Regions from separate parts of the Hordeum vulgare genome. Here regions 1 and 2 are each linked to region 3. Evidence: chromatin contacts called from public Hi-C data. All regions are on one chromosome and are shown on one strand. Each heading gives the region's core, a stretch centred on a gene start, on an enhancer-like site or on the middle of the called end of the contact. The rest is flanking DNA. Distances are from core to core; before and after follow the strand shown. Region 1 has its middle 17 kb from the start of LOC123426726. Region 2 holds the start of LOC123426729 (probable serine/threonine-protein kinase At1g01540). Region 3 holds the start of LOC123426728 (nicotinate phosphoribosyltransferase 2-like).

Region 1 (4,416 bases), core at 365-2,864, 170 kb before region 3:
CCCATGTTGATAGGTTTTGACGATTTTTTTCACATAGAGAAACGGATAAAAATACGAACGAAAAAACCGTGCCTCTTGCGATAGAATAAAAATAGAAAACATATTTTTTTTCGTTTCAAGAGGCACGCTCACGGAAGCAAAATCGTGTCTCTCGTAAAAAAAAATATTTTTTTCATTTCCGAGAGGCACGACCGTGCCTCTCGTGAAAAAACAAACAGAAAACACGTTTTTTTCATTTTCAAAAGGTACGGCCGTGCCTCTCACGAACACAAAAACTTACCTCTCAGGAAGCAAAACCATGCCTCTCGCAAATAAAAACATGTTTTTTGTTTTCGATAGGCACTTACATGCCTCTCGCGAAAGAATACCATGCATTTCGCAAAAAAACCAAAAAACACGTTTTTCTTGCAAAAATAAAATTACTTATTTTTCTTCAAAAAGCTAAAAAGACCGATAAAAAATTGAAACATAAAAATAACCCCCCAAAAAGATCTAAAAATCTGAAAACTCGTGCGGAAAAAAATTCAAGAAAACGCAAAGTACGACACGTGACGACGAATGAGAACTTGTTAAGTGACGACGCGTGAGAGTGATTGTTGGGAGGCTTTTGAAGGAGTGCTCGCTAAGGGCATGTACAATGATGACATAAGGATACAGATGCTCTATGACAAAAAGTAACTTGAGACATCTATATTGATTTATTTTCTCCAATACAAGTTACTATTGATGGACCTTATCAAAGAATAGAAATAAAGACTATTACAAATGCAACTCTATTTTTCATTCTATTTTTTTTTAGTTTTTTGCATCGGACTATATTTTTTTTAAACACCCGCCTCTCGTAAAAAATATTGTTTCCTTTAATCAAACCTATTTTTTCTAACATTCGATTTTACATGACATACGAGGCATCATTCTAAGGCTATGGGTTGTACATGTCCTAACTAGTTGCTTTTGGAAAGAAAGTGATTGGAATTGCTTAGTATCCAACATGCTGCCTAAAAAAAGCATCGAACGTGGTTTCCGCACGAGCACATTAGTTTTTGCCAAAAGTTGAAGGTGATCTCACATGCAGAAAGAAGGCGAGAAAAGGTGAAGGACCCATAAAGTGGCATATTCGGTGCATGAAAAGGGAGAACTTTCAGAAAACCATCGCCCACATTCTCTGTAGCGGAGAGAAATATGATCACTCTTAACCCTGTGCCAGTGTTGTGTTGTGGTGTGGTGTCATTCTGTCTCTTCCGAGAAAACAAGGTCAAGGACAGCATTGTGATGTACGGCGCCTCAAGTTGCATATTCCGACCTTGATACGCGCGCTGTCGCAGCCAGATGTTTCACAGACCATAATAAGAGGCCCATAATAATGTGGAGACAGGCACATGTTTGTCCAGTACTGACGTACAACTCGTTTTCACGTCACGCTCCTGATGGATCCTTGGAGCTAGCAAAGCGCCTGCAAACAGGTTCCTCACAAAATGTATCTGTTGGATGATGTCGCAGCATGTACTACCCACATCCTATCATCAAGCTGTACATGTTGTACCACAAGGAAGGGTGGCTAGCAGGCTGGCCACTCGCGATGAATTTTGTACCGTGGCCCATCACGGATTGCTAATTTCGTTTGTGCCTCTCCGCACTTAGAAAAATTCAAGAGGGGGTAATGATGGGGGAGCAGTGAGGAGACCATGAAAGCTACCCTTGTTGCTGTGGTTGGATTTGGAGGATTTGCTTTTGACTATGACATGGTCGATGGTGCATTAGTTTTCTAATGGATAAACATGCGGATGGAGATGTCTCATCACATATATATACACCAGAATTAAGGAATACGTATATTCCCCGGCTTCACAGCCATTGGAGACCGGGGCTGTAGCAAAGCCCAAAGCACTATTAGAGCGTCTACACCGATCCCTCAAATCCGGACCCTCCAACGCCGGCAGGTGCATCCGGGCGCGTCCACGAACACTGATCAGTCATGTTTTAAATAATTAATTTTGAGAAAATATAACGCCCATACGTTTGGACGTTTGCGGCTAGACCACACGCATGGATCGGCGTCCGTTTGTAATTGCACGAATTTTGGTAAGTTTTGTCAGATTTTTTATGATAAGACTGGGCTGGTGTGTGGTTATTTAATGTAACGTCCAAGATGCAGTCCTATCGTTATTTTGGCGCGAGCGCCTCGACAGGGATAGAAACACATCTTCTCGTTTTGCAAGAATGGATATTGTTACAAGTACATGTACTGAAAAGATGAGTATAAGGAATTGGCTTACATTCGCCACAAGCTACATCGGAGTCATACTAATACAACAACATAATCAATCATCCTGAAGAAGAGCAGGGTCCGTCTACGAACGAAAACAAAAACAAAACGATAAAAGAACGACGTCCATCCTTGCTATCCCAGTCTGCCGGCCTGAAACCCATCCTAAATCGATGATGAAGAAGAAGAAACTCCAAATAGCACAATCAGTGTGCTCACGTCAAAGTAACTCTTGACATGTATCTGCAACTGGTGTTGTAGTAATCTATGAGCCACAGGGGACTCAACAATCTCATTTCCAAAGGTATCAAGACTAGCAAAAATTAATGGGTGAGGTAAGGTTAAGTGGTGAGGCTGCAGCAAGCGACTAAGCATTTATATGAGGTGGCTAACTTATGAGTACAAAAATAAGAGGGGGAAGATCTATGCATAATCGAACGTGAATTACTTACGTTAGACATAACCCCACCGTGCCTTCGATCGGAGAATGAGTTCACGAAAGAGACAGTCACGGTTACGCACTCAGTTGACAAGTTTTAATTAAGTTAACGTCAAGCTATCTAGAACCGAATGTTAAACAAAGTTTCCCCGTTACCACATAACCGCGGGCACGACTTTCCGAAAGATTTAATCCTGCAGGGGTGCTTCAACTAGTACATCACAAAATGCCACACGTTGCATAGAAACCCTCGACCATGAATCTCGTCATCTCCTCAGATCCCTTAGTGGAAAACCTGAACTCTGAGATAGCCCAAAGCATCATCGGAATCCCGGTGCACAAGATGCTCGAGAAAGGTAAAACAAGTCCAACAAGGCCGTCCAGCGTGTGGACGATCCCGATAGGAGCCGCATATCTCGTTCTCAAGACACGATGGATAAGCACAACACACGGTGGCCTGATAGAAATCTTCCAAGTTGCCCCGGGTTGGACCCGCAAACGGCTCTAGTTTCGACCAACACCAACAGCACTGCCCCCCTATATTATGTTGAATTACTCCTCGGGTTCATGACACCCTATGTTTTCAGTATTATCAGAATTATGTTGGGCAAATATAGTATCAATGTTGGGCCTTGCCAGACGAACTTTATCCCAAAACAAAAATCTAGGGGGTCCTCATAACAACCCCAAGCATGTTAGGAGCGCTCATTTATGGAACATAACACCGGTAGCCAAAACTAAGGCGGCAAAGGTGAAACAAAGCACCAGGCTAGAAGGCCGAGCCTTCCACCTTTTACCAAATATATAGGTGCATTAAATTAAATAACATTAATAAGGTGATATAACAAGGAACCCATGTTATCATATGGAAGCAACTTCACCTGCAACTAGCAACACTATCCATTGGTTAAGCAAGCGGTAACATAGCCAATCAGTGGTTTGCTAGGTTATAGAAGGTTGAAGGTTTCATGGCAATGTCGAGAGGCTAATATTTAACAGGTGGTAGGCAACGAGACATATCGAAAGAAGCGAGAAAACTAGCATGGCAATGATAGTAATGGTATCTAGGGAAATGATCATCTTGCCTGTGATCCCGCTTGGAAGAAGAACGACTTCGTGAAGCACACGAACCGACGTAGTCGAACGGATCCTCACATTCCGACACGCTTGCAGAACACTATCGAGATGAAACAAACCGGAAACAAACCGGAAACAAGAACCAACACACGATATTCACCACAGCACATGCACGACATGATGCACACCCTAATATGATGCATGAACAGTTAAATTATGCAAGGCATGGCATGTCAATTCACATCACACAAACACTACACATTAAGTGAAGCTCAATATGCAATGAGTTGCATATTGATGAAACTCCACATTTAATTATTTAGTTCAATATTAAAATGTTTTTACATGGCAAGGGGTGAAGCACAAATAATCTACCTATCTAGTCATTTTAAATGAGGCCGGAAACGACATATAGCATCTCCGAACTAACCCCACACGTTAACTTTGTAATCTGTCCAGATTTTCCCTAATCATATCTTTATGTTTGTTAAACGGCAAAACAAAGTGGTTCACGTGATTCTACTCATCGTTCTAGTCCATTTACATATATGTCTCATTGATGTCTACTGCGCAACCTTCTCCTTGTAGACGTTGTTGGGCCTCCAAGTGCAGAGGGTTGTAGGACAGTAGCAAT
Region 2 (4,463 bases), core at 1,593-4,092, 140 kb after region 3:
CTCTTCATCATGTCATTGTTCTCCAAGCATTACTCTGCTTTACTTAATACTCTAGATGCATGTTGAATAGAAGTTAATGTGTGGAGTAATAGTAGTATATGCAGACATGAGTCGGTCTACTTGCTTATGGACGTGATGCTTATATACACATAATCATTGCCGCGAATAAATATTGCATAACTATGCGCTTTTCTATGAGTTGCCCAACGGTAATTTGTTTACCCACCGTATGCCTTCTTCGAGAGAGATGCTACTAAAGAAAACTATGGCCCCGGGCCTATTCACTTATATATTTACAAAGCTACTATTCCCTTGCTGCCATTGTTTACTTTTCATTTATTTTCCATTTATATTTATCCAACTATCATCTACACTACTCATTTGCTTACAAGTAACGAGTCCAAGGGGATTGACAACCCTCTTGCCCGCGTTTGGTGCAAGTGTTTGCTATTTTGTGCGTAGGCGCTAAAGACGGGGGTAGTTTGATACTCCTATTGGTTCGATAACCTTGGTTCTCACCGAGGAAAATACTTATCCATACAGTGTTGCATCATCCACTCTTCTCCGCGGAAAAATCCAACACAGATCACAAGTACCGGTATGCATCCTATGGGAGACCACCGACATCAATGACACAGAAATAAGGAAAAAATCACAATTGGAACACCTCCTTCTAACCAAGTTGCATGCGAGATTCCAGTTCCCCGACTGGAATGACACGCTCAAGTCGTGAAAAGATGATGTCATGGAAAAATTAAACACCAAAGTCGTTGTCAAGTTCAGGAACGCATTGAGCGCCTGGAAATCTAGGGTGAAAAGAGTAGTTTAAGTAGATCATTCATCCTACGCCGAGATTTTGAGGATAAACTGACAATTACAGGAGCGGACTACGAAAAATTCAAGCAGACATGCGCTATCGAAGAAACCAAGGCCAAGTCAAAGAGAATGAAGGATCTTTAGGGCAAGAACTTGTCGAACCACCACCTTGGAAGTCGTGATTACACGGGAAAGAGGCCCATGTGGGCTAAGGGAGAGATGAAAGACAAAATTAGTGAGTTGATGAAGACAAAGAAGGAGTTGGAGGAGAAGAGGAAACAAGGGAAGTTGGAGTTGGAGGAGGAAGAGAAGATGACACAAAATGGTAACACAATGCACACAAGTAAAAGGTGCAAGGAAGAGATGGATACATGTATGCTTCAACTTGAGGAGTATCGACTAATGCAAGAGATAACGTGGCAAAGAACCAATTCATGATGATGGATCCAAGCGCATTGTATGAAACATCAAGATTGTTGGCAGAGCTTGTGAGCGGAGATCATGGCCTCTAGGATGCCACGTAGCGCCAATGCACCGGAGGAGGGGGCGGTACACAAATGTGAGAAGGTAGCTTTGTCGTCGACATGTGATTTGTATATGCCATGTGAATTTCTTCATGATCCTTCATCTTTTCTTCACACATTTTGAGCCAAAGATGATAGCTTTTGATTGAACTTCATGTTATGTTTATATTTAATTTGATTCTTGAAGAATGTGGTATGGTTTGAAATCTTGCTGAATGGCGAAGGATTAAATCACGTGAGCTTGAGAATCAAGAGTGTATATGCACAAATATAAGAGAATATGAGAGACAATTATGGAGGCTGCACAAATATGGTGACTCTGAGTTTGTACAAACTCTTCGCAACCAACAAAGTCTTGTGAAGGAGACTCCAGCCCATTGTAGAGGTTGCCGATACAACGACTTTGTTAGAGTTACGCTTAAACCATGAAACCACCGTTCATCCAGAATAATGTGTTTCAGTCATCAAGCCACCTGTCAAAGTGGAAAGCATGAATTACGCTATTGCGCGACAAATTCATATATGTGTATGCAAACATTGCTTTGAGCACATGGATGAGGAACATTAATGGGAAACAGGAAAAACACACGAATAGGAAATATGCAGAAATTTACTAGACATATTTTCACAAAATAGAAGACTATGAAATGCACAAAAACTGCATGCATGTAGAGTAGATGTTTTGATGAAATAAAGAAGTACATTTCAATCTACTTGAACGAGCATACAAAAGAGATCACTCGGAACATTTGTGTGACGTCTTGTTTCACCCGGATTCTTCATCCTTTGGCCTCCCAACTTTCATCCCATCCTTACCTCACCTTTGGTTGCGACCCCACGTCAAACCACGTTGTTCCTACATTCGATGGGGTAGCTATCTAATTCAAGCAACAATTGAAGAAAAAAGACCCCTGCCCGGATGGATAAAATTTGTTCCCTGCATACATCGAGGTAGCTATCTAATCCGACCAACGGTCAAAGCTAAAAACCCTCCCCACACCCACACCAGTCAAGTTTTCCTCACCTCTATCAATGAAACCACGAGAAGCCGTGTCGTCCCATCTTGACAAATTGCTCTGCAATAAAAGAACCCATATGATAACGTTAACACGTGTCGTATATCTGCACTTTGCCCACACGCATTGATCTTCATATGTTATATTTTGCGTGATGTCACGCATAATATGTGGACGGATATCAAATATACCACATGTGTGATGAATATCAAACCCCTAAAAGATTGATCTTAGCGGACGGCAATTTTTCATGAAATCACGAAAATCACATGAAAAATAAAAAAGGAAGCGTGCGGCAAGTCGTGATAAGCCATTCCAAACCAATCAACAGTAAGAAACAATATAGAAAAGAAACCCGATCGGACGCCAATTGTATTGTGAAATCGAGAAAATCACGTGAAAAATAGAAAAGGAAGCGTGCCTCCAAACCAATGAACAGTAAGAAACAATATAGAAAAGAAACCCAGATCCTATACAGTGCAACCAATTGGACGTTCTCTTCTCCCTCATGGTTCAGTTTCAATCCAATCCTGCGTGACAGCTCGCACCAGCTTCACTCTCCAGCTCCTCCCCCTTTTCCAGGACCCCCAAAATATCATTCTCCTACCCTCCAATCCATCCATGCTCCTCTTCTCTTCTGACCTGATCTGCTTATTTTATTAGGTCTTGACCCTTGACTTGCCTAATCTAATCCTCCATGCATGCAATTGCCAAAGCAAAGAAAAAGCAGCCACGCACACCCTGTCACCACTCGCTCCCAGCTCCCGGCCTCCCACTAGCCACTGGCACTGGCGCTCCTTCCCTCCTGCAACCCATCAGTCCTCACTCATCTCTTTCCACACCGTCTGTAGGAGAGCAGTAGGGAGTACCGCTCCTAATAATTGATCCTTCGCTCTCCATTCCCTCGTTGATTTGTTGTTACTCTAAAGATCACCACCAACCACCCTCCCCCTCCCCCAAACCCTCCTCCCAACCACAATCCAATCTTTTATCAAGAACAAATTAACCATCCCGCACCCTTCACCCCCCAAACAATCGTCTAATCTTTGGTCTCTGCTTCCACATTGCTCCCAAATCCACCGTCTTGGGCCCTGCCGCCCCTCGAATCCACCCTTCTTCGTCACTCCATCCTGTCCTAAATTCCCCTCCTCCCCCCAAAAGCCCCAGCGTTTCCCACTGCAACATCCTCTGCGAAACCCAATCTTGGCCGCCTGGATTGCCCGCCCATTCATTCATTCTCTGCGGGAATCCAGCCTTGCTTTCTGCGCCCAATTCTCTGCACGAACCCAAGCTTTAGCTGGCTGCTCTGTTCCAAACCCGATCTTTCTTTAGCACCGAATTCTGCTCGAAAGCCAGACCAGAGTGGTTGCGGAGATCCGCCATTCCTGGTTGAGCCAGCGAGCGAGCTTTGCCGCCGCGGTCCGATGTCGGACTCGGACCAGAGCACCGTCGTCTTCGGCCTCCACCTCTGGGAGCTCGTTGGCATCGGCGTCGGCGCCGCCTTCGTGCTCCTCCTCGTCCTCCTCTCCCTCCTCTGCCTTCTCGCCAACCGCCGTCGCCGCCGACGCCGCGCCCCCGCCGCCCCCGTCCTCCACCTCGCCACCGTCGCGCCCAGTGCCCATCCCAAGAACCCCACCAAACCGCCCAAGGACATCCAAGAGGTGCCCTCTCGCGGCGCGGCGGCGGGGGCCCCCGCCGCCGCGCCCAAGGTGCCGCTCGCTCAGATTCTCCAGGCGTCCCCGCAGGAGTCCATCCAGATCGAGACCGGTAAGGAGCACCGCATCACGTTCCCGGAGCAGCCGCCGCCCCACCATCAGCGTAGCGGGGGCCCGTCGTCGCGCGGGGCCAGCGGCGAGAGCCGCGGAGGTGGCTCGGAGCCGGGTGTGCCCGAGGTCTCACACCTGGGGTGGGGCCACTGGTACACTCTCAAGGAGCTCGAGGCTGCCACGGCAATGTTCGCCGACGAGAAGGTGATTGGCGAGGGCGGCTACGGCATCGTATACCACGGCATTCTCGAGGACGGCACACAGGTCGCCGTCAAGAATTTGCTGAATAACAGGTAACAGCGCTTCCCGTGAACTCAAGTATAGCCAAATTTAGGACCTTG
Region 3 (3,816 bases), core at 95-2,594:
GCCACTCACCAACCGCCACATGTCGTCATGCCCATCCGTGGCCCAAACAAGCCTCTCGCTGCCGCTGGGATCATGTAATTCCAAGGCCCACTGTCATGCAGGAGTAGCCTTCCGGCGAGTATACTTTGCATCGCAAGAGAGCAGCGAGAAAGGCTCTCCAGATTGCGTCCAAAAAGGCATGCGTGGAGTAATCCGGCCAAAAACAGAATGTGCTGGGGGGCGACTTCTACTTTTGCCCTATAGTTACAGGAGAATTCCATTTCAGTCCAAGATGGTACTCCCTTTGTCTTAAATTTTTTGTCTATATATGAATGTATATACTCATATTTTAGTATTTAGATAAATCCATTTCTGGACAAACCTCGGACAAAATTTTTGGAACAGAGGAAGTATATTATTGCGTTATTTGTCTCTGGATGAAATTTCCCAGGATCAAGACACTTTTTTCTTTAGTTGGTGATCAAAACGTTGTTATAGACCAGACTCGTAGGAAAAATACAAGGAGCTTCAAAATGATCAAGTGCCATAGTTTGTGAGAGCTACGAAATTGATTGAGATCTTTTGGGTAATACATTGACAATGACAATGCCAAATGAAAGTTCAAAGGTGAAAGCAACACGTAAGAAGAGTGGAAGATGATCCGTCCTAATTACTTGCGATGTACTTTCTTTTCGTGCATGTATAATGGTACGACCAAAATTCCTATGCTTGAAATTTATCGAAAACACTATTGACTTGATTTTTCTCAGTCTCCTTTGAAATAATTTTTTGTTAGCACGAGTGATCTAAATCCGTCGAAATCAACCTGGGAATAATAAAATGTGAAGGAGCAACATAGCTTGGATGGTTAGTTTCGTATGGTGGAACCAACCTATTAAAGTTTAAGGTCCTAGTTATGACATTGGTGCCCGTATTTTTCTTAATTTATTTCGATCTTTCTGACGATGTTCGTTCACTAAGAGAAGATGTTTCGGTCGACATTAAGAAACAATCTATAGTAAGCTAAGGAAGCGTATTGACAATCCAAGCATATTGTAAGCGTCTTTTTAGAAATCATCAAATGTAGACATTGATGCCTACATTTTTTTAAATTTATTTCAGCCTTTTTAAGGATGTTTGTTCAGTGAATTTTTTTTTTGTTTCTGTCGACATTAAGAAACAGTCTATAGTAAGCTAAGGAAGCGTATTGACAATCCAGCATATTGTAAGCATCCTTTTACAAATCATCAAATGTGATTAAAAAACATAAGCATGCGAGGGCACCATGTGACATTACCAACTTTCAGTGGTACACCTATGAAACTTATCACCCCTATTATAAATACCTTGCCTGCTTCCAGCCAAACTTCCAAATTCCAAATCGGCCCCTGGCGTCTCCTCCTCCTCCTCCTCCTTCCCCTCCCGGCCTCCAATTGTCCTCCTCCCGCCTCCCCTTCCTCCCCTTGAAGCTTCACACGCCTCAGCCCAGAGAACCCTAGCGGAAGCTCTCGCGTTCCAGAGCCCAAGTATGGAGGCGACGGCGCCTAGCGTGGGCGCCGGCGCCAATGGTTCGCTGGCGGCGGCGGCGAGGGCGCAGGTGGGGCCGCCCACGAACCCCATGGCCACGGCGCTGCTCACCGATCAGTACCAGTTCTCCATGGCCTACGCCTACTGGAAGGCCGGCAAGCACGCCGACCACGCCGTGTAAGCACCCCTCGCCTCTGCCTCGTGTCCTCCGCTTCGCGTATCTCTGGTTCGGTCGTGCCGATTGGATTGGATCGACGGGTGGTGTGATCTGGTGCCAGCTGGTGAGTTGGTTGGTTCCGTCCGGGTTATGTTCGGGGGAATGAATTGGCGAGAGGTCTGATTTTTTGGGAGATACTTGGACTGTTGCTGCAATTCTCTCGTTGCCGTGGCGAATAGTTTGGTTTCAATCTATGCGGTAGTTTGGTTTTTGTTCTCGTGCAATTCTGTCATTGCTGTGGTCTGGCATCTTTTTCGTGCCCTCTACGTTATTGGGTAAGACGGCCGCAGCTTTGCGCTTTGATGGTTTATTACCTGGTAGTTGCGTAGTTGGCTAACTGATACTCTGTCTTTGGTTCCCTCTTGCCTGTAGTTTTGATCATCTTCCTTGTCAGTAATAACTGAAACAAAACAAAAATGTTGTATGCTGGTCTTAATATATCTTTTGCGAATATTTATTTTTGTTATTCTTGTTATATGTGTGGCTGCGTAGGCCGGGGCTATCCTCTTTTTCTTTTTAAAATAAAATAAATAACTGAAGTGGCATTTTTTGCTTGCTTCTTGATTGTTCTGCTATGCAGTACTTTGGAAAGCCCTTCTGAATGTGCATTGTTTAGTTAATCCCTTTATGTCAAAATTGTGAGTGCAACCATCGTTTATTGATGGGCTTGCCATTGCTTTCATGTGGGTCCAGATGTTCTTGTGTTAACAAAATTGGACTGGCCTTTCTATTAGGTTCCCCCCCCCCCTCCATTGTTGTTTTAGTATGTGGCACCTCATGTGTGGATTCTAGCATATAGGTACATCAATTTATTATGTCATTGTGGGTTCTCTAGAACTTGCAGTGTTAATCAATATTTTCTAATTGGTGATATGATTTACTCCGGGTGGAGAGGAAACAAATAGATGTGGACATTTGAATGATGTCACATGGTTGAATGAATTAGAATTTTCAGTGTGAACATGAAGTGTATTCTAAATGGTGGTATAATACTCCTTGTGCAGAGGAAACAAATGGATGTGGACATTAATGATGTGACGTGCTTGAATGAACAATGAACTTTGCTACTTACTTGAGTCAACAAAAGAGACTATTGGTTCTTGGGTTTCATATATTTAACTATTCTTGCGAGAGGGGTGGGGGGTGGGGGAGGCGGTGGTATGTTATGCCAATTTTCATTTTTTTTAAAGGGGAAAGTGACTGTTTTCGGACCTGGGGAAGTTACAAGAAGAGAAAAGTCTATGTAATTTTGTCATTGGCAGAATATTCGAGGAGCGAGGTACTTCTGCATATAGCTTTGAACAACATGATAATAAAACTCAGAAGCTACCCAAAGACATATGTAAATTGAGTTAAAAGAGAAAAGTTAGTGAAGACATTTTCTCTGTGTTTGTATGGTCATATATGCCCATGTAGTTTGCTTCATCCCAATGGGCTCACTTGGCATGCTTTGATCTCTGTTGAGTCAATTTCACTTAATATGGACCTACAATGTTAGCTAACAACTCGGACGTACTCAACTGCATGCTGATTTTGTTCCTTTTCATTTTACAGGTTTGACCTGTACTTTAGGAAAAATCCATTTGGTGGAGAGTTTACTGTTTTTGCCGGTCTTGAGGAATGTATAAAATTCATTGCAAACTTTAAGTTCACAGAAGATGAGATTTCTTTCCTGCAGTCAGTCATGCCAATGTGTGAGGTATCATCTGAATGCCATATACATATATTATACTCCCTCCGTCCCAAAATAAGTGTCTCAACTTTATACTAGCTCTAGTATAAATTTGTACTAAGCTCAAGACACTTATTTTAGGACGGAGGGAGTATGCAATATTCTTTCTTTCTTCAAATGGTAAATTGGTCCTGAGATTAGCTGCTAGGTTATGAATAGGCTTTTTGGTTGGTCCTGTGTATAGCCAGGCTGATTCATGGGCTACAAAAAGTCCACCTCAAATACTACATGTAAGAAAGGGTAACTTGAAACTTTGTGTGTGGTTCCTTGTATAAGCTATTCCTCACCCAACTTTTAGTGTGCATATATGTCATGCTCATTCAGTTATTTGATCTGAGAAACACTTATTTACTGATATAAT

Evidence for each region. A called contact is a pair of places that touch in the nucleus more often than the background predicts.
Region 1: a Hi-C map of seedling shows a contact between it and region 3, with 6 times the contacts expected there. The contact joins the enhancer-like site here to the promoter of LOC123426728 in region 3. A contact is called at or near these places in 3 of 6 Hi-C or Micro-C datasets (leaf and seedling) and 1 of 1 datasets of contacts at active chromatin or transcription factors (embryo).
Region 2: a contact with region 3 is called in a Hi-C map of leaf, with 4 times the contacts expected there. The contact joins the promoter of LOC123426729 here to the promoter of LOC123426728 in region 3. A contact is called at or near these places in 3 of 6 Hi-C or Micro-C datasets (leaf and seedling) and 1 of 1 datasets of contacts at active chromatin or transcription factors (embryo).

The regions. Positions count from the first base shown.
Region 1 is chr2H:475,753,362-475,757,777 of MorexV3_pseudomolecules_assembly, forward strand. No RefSeq gene overlaps it. Among protein-coding and RNA genes, the nearest start is that of LOC123426726, 17 kb to the left of the region's middle. Within about 2 kb of position 1,615, at least 3 of the 3 cell types and tissues checked have open chromatin away from gene starts, as enhancers often do. A contact at or near this core is called in leaf and seedling, where this site is marked.
Region 2 is chr2H:476,067,871-476,072,333 of MorexV3_pseudomolecules_assembly, forward strand. LOC123426729 (probable serine/threonine-protein kinase At1g01540) reads left to right here and starts at 2,843. Exons shown (of 7, transcript XM_045110603.1): 1 at 2,843-4,415. The coding sequence starts at 3,781.
Region 3 is chr2H:475,925,944-475,929,759 of MorexV3_pseudomolecules_assembly, forward strand. It overlaps LOC123426728 (nicotinate phosphoribosyltransferase 2-like), which reads left to right and starts at 1,345. Exons shown (of 15, transcript XM_045110602.1): 1 at 1,345-1,683; 2 at 3,278-3,422. The coding sequence starts at 1,508.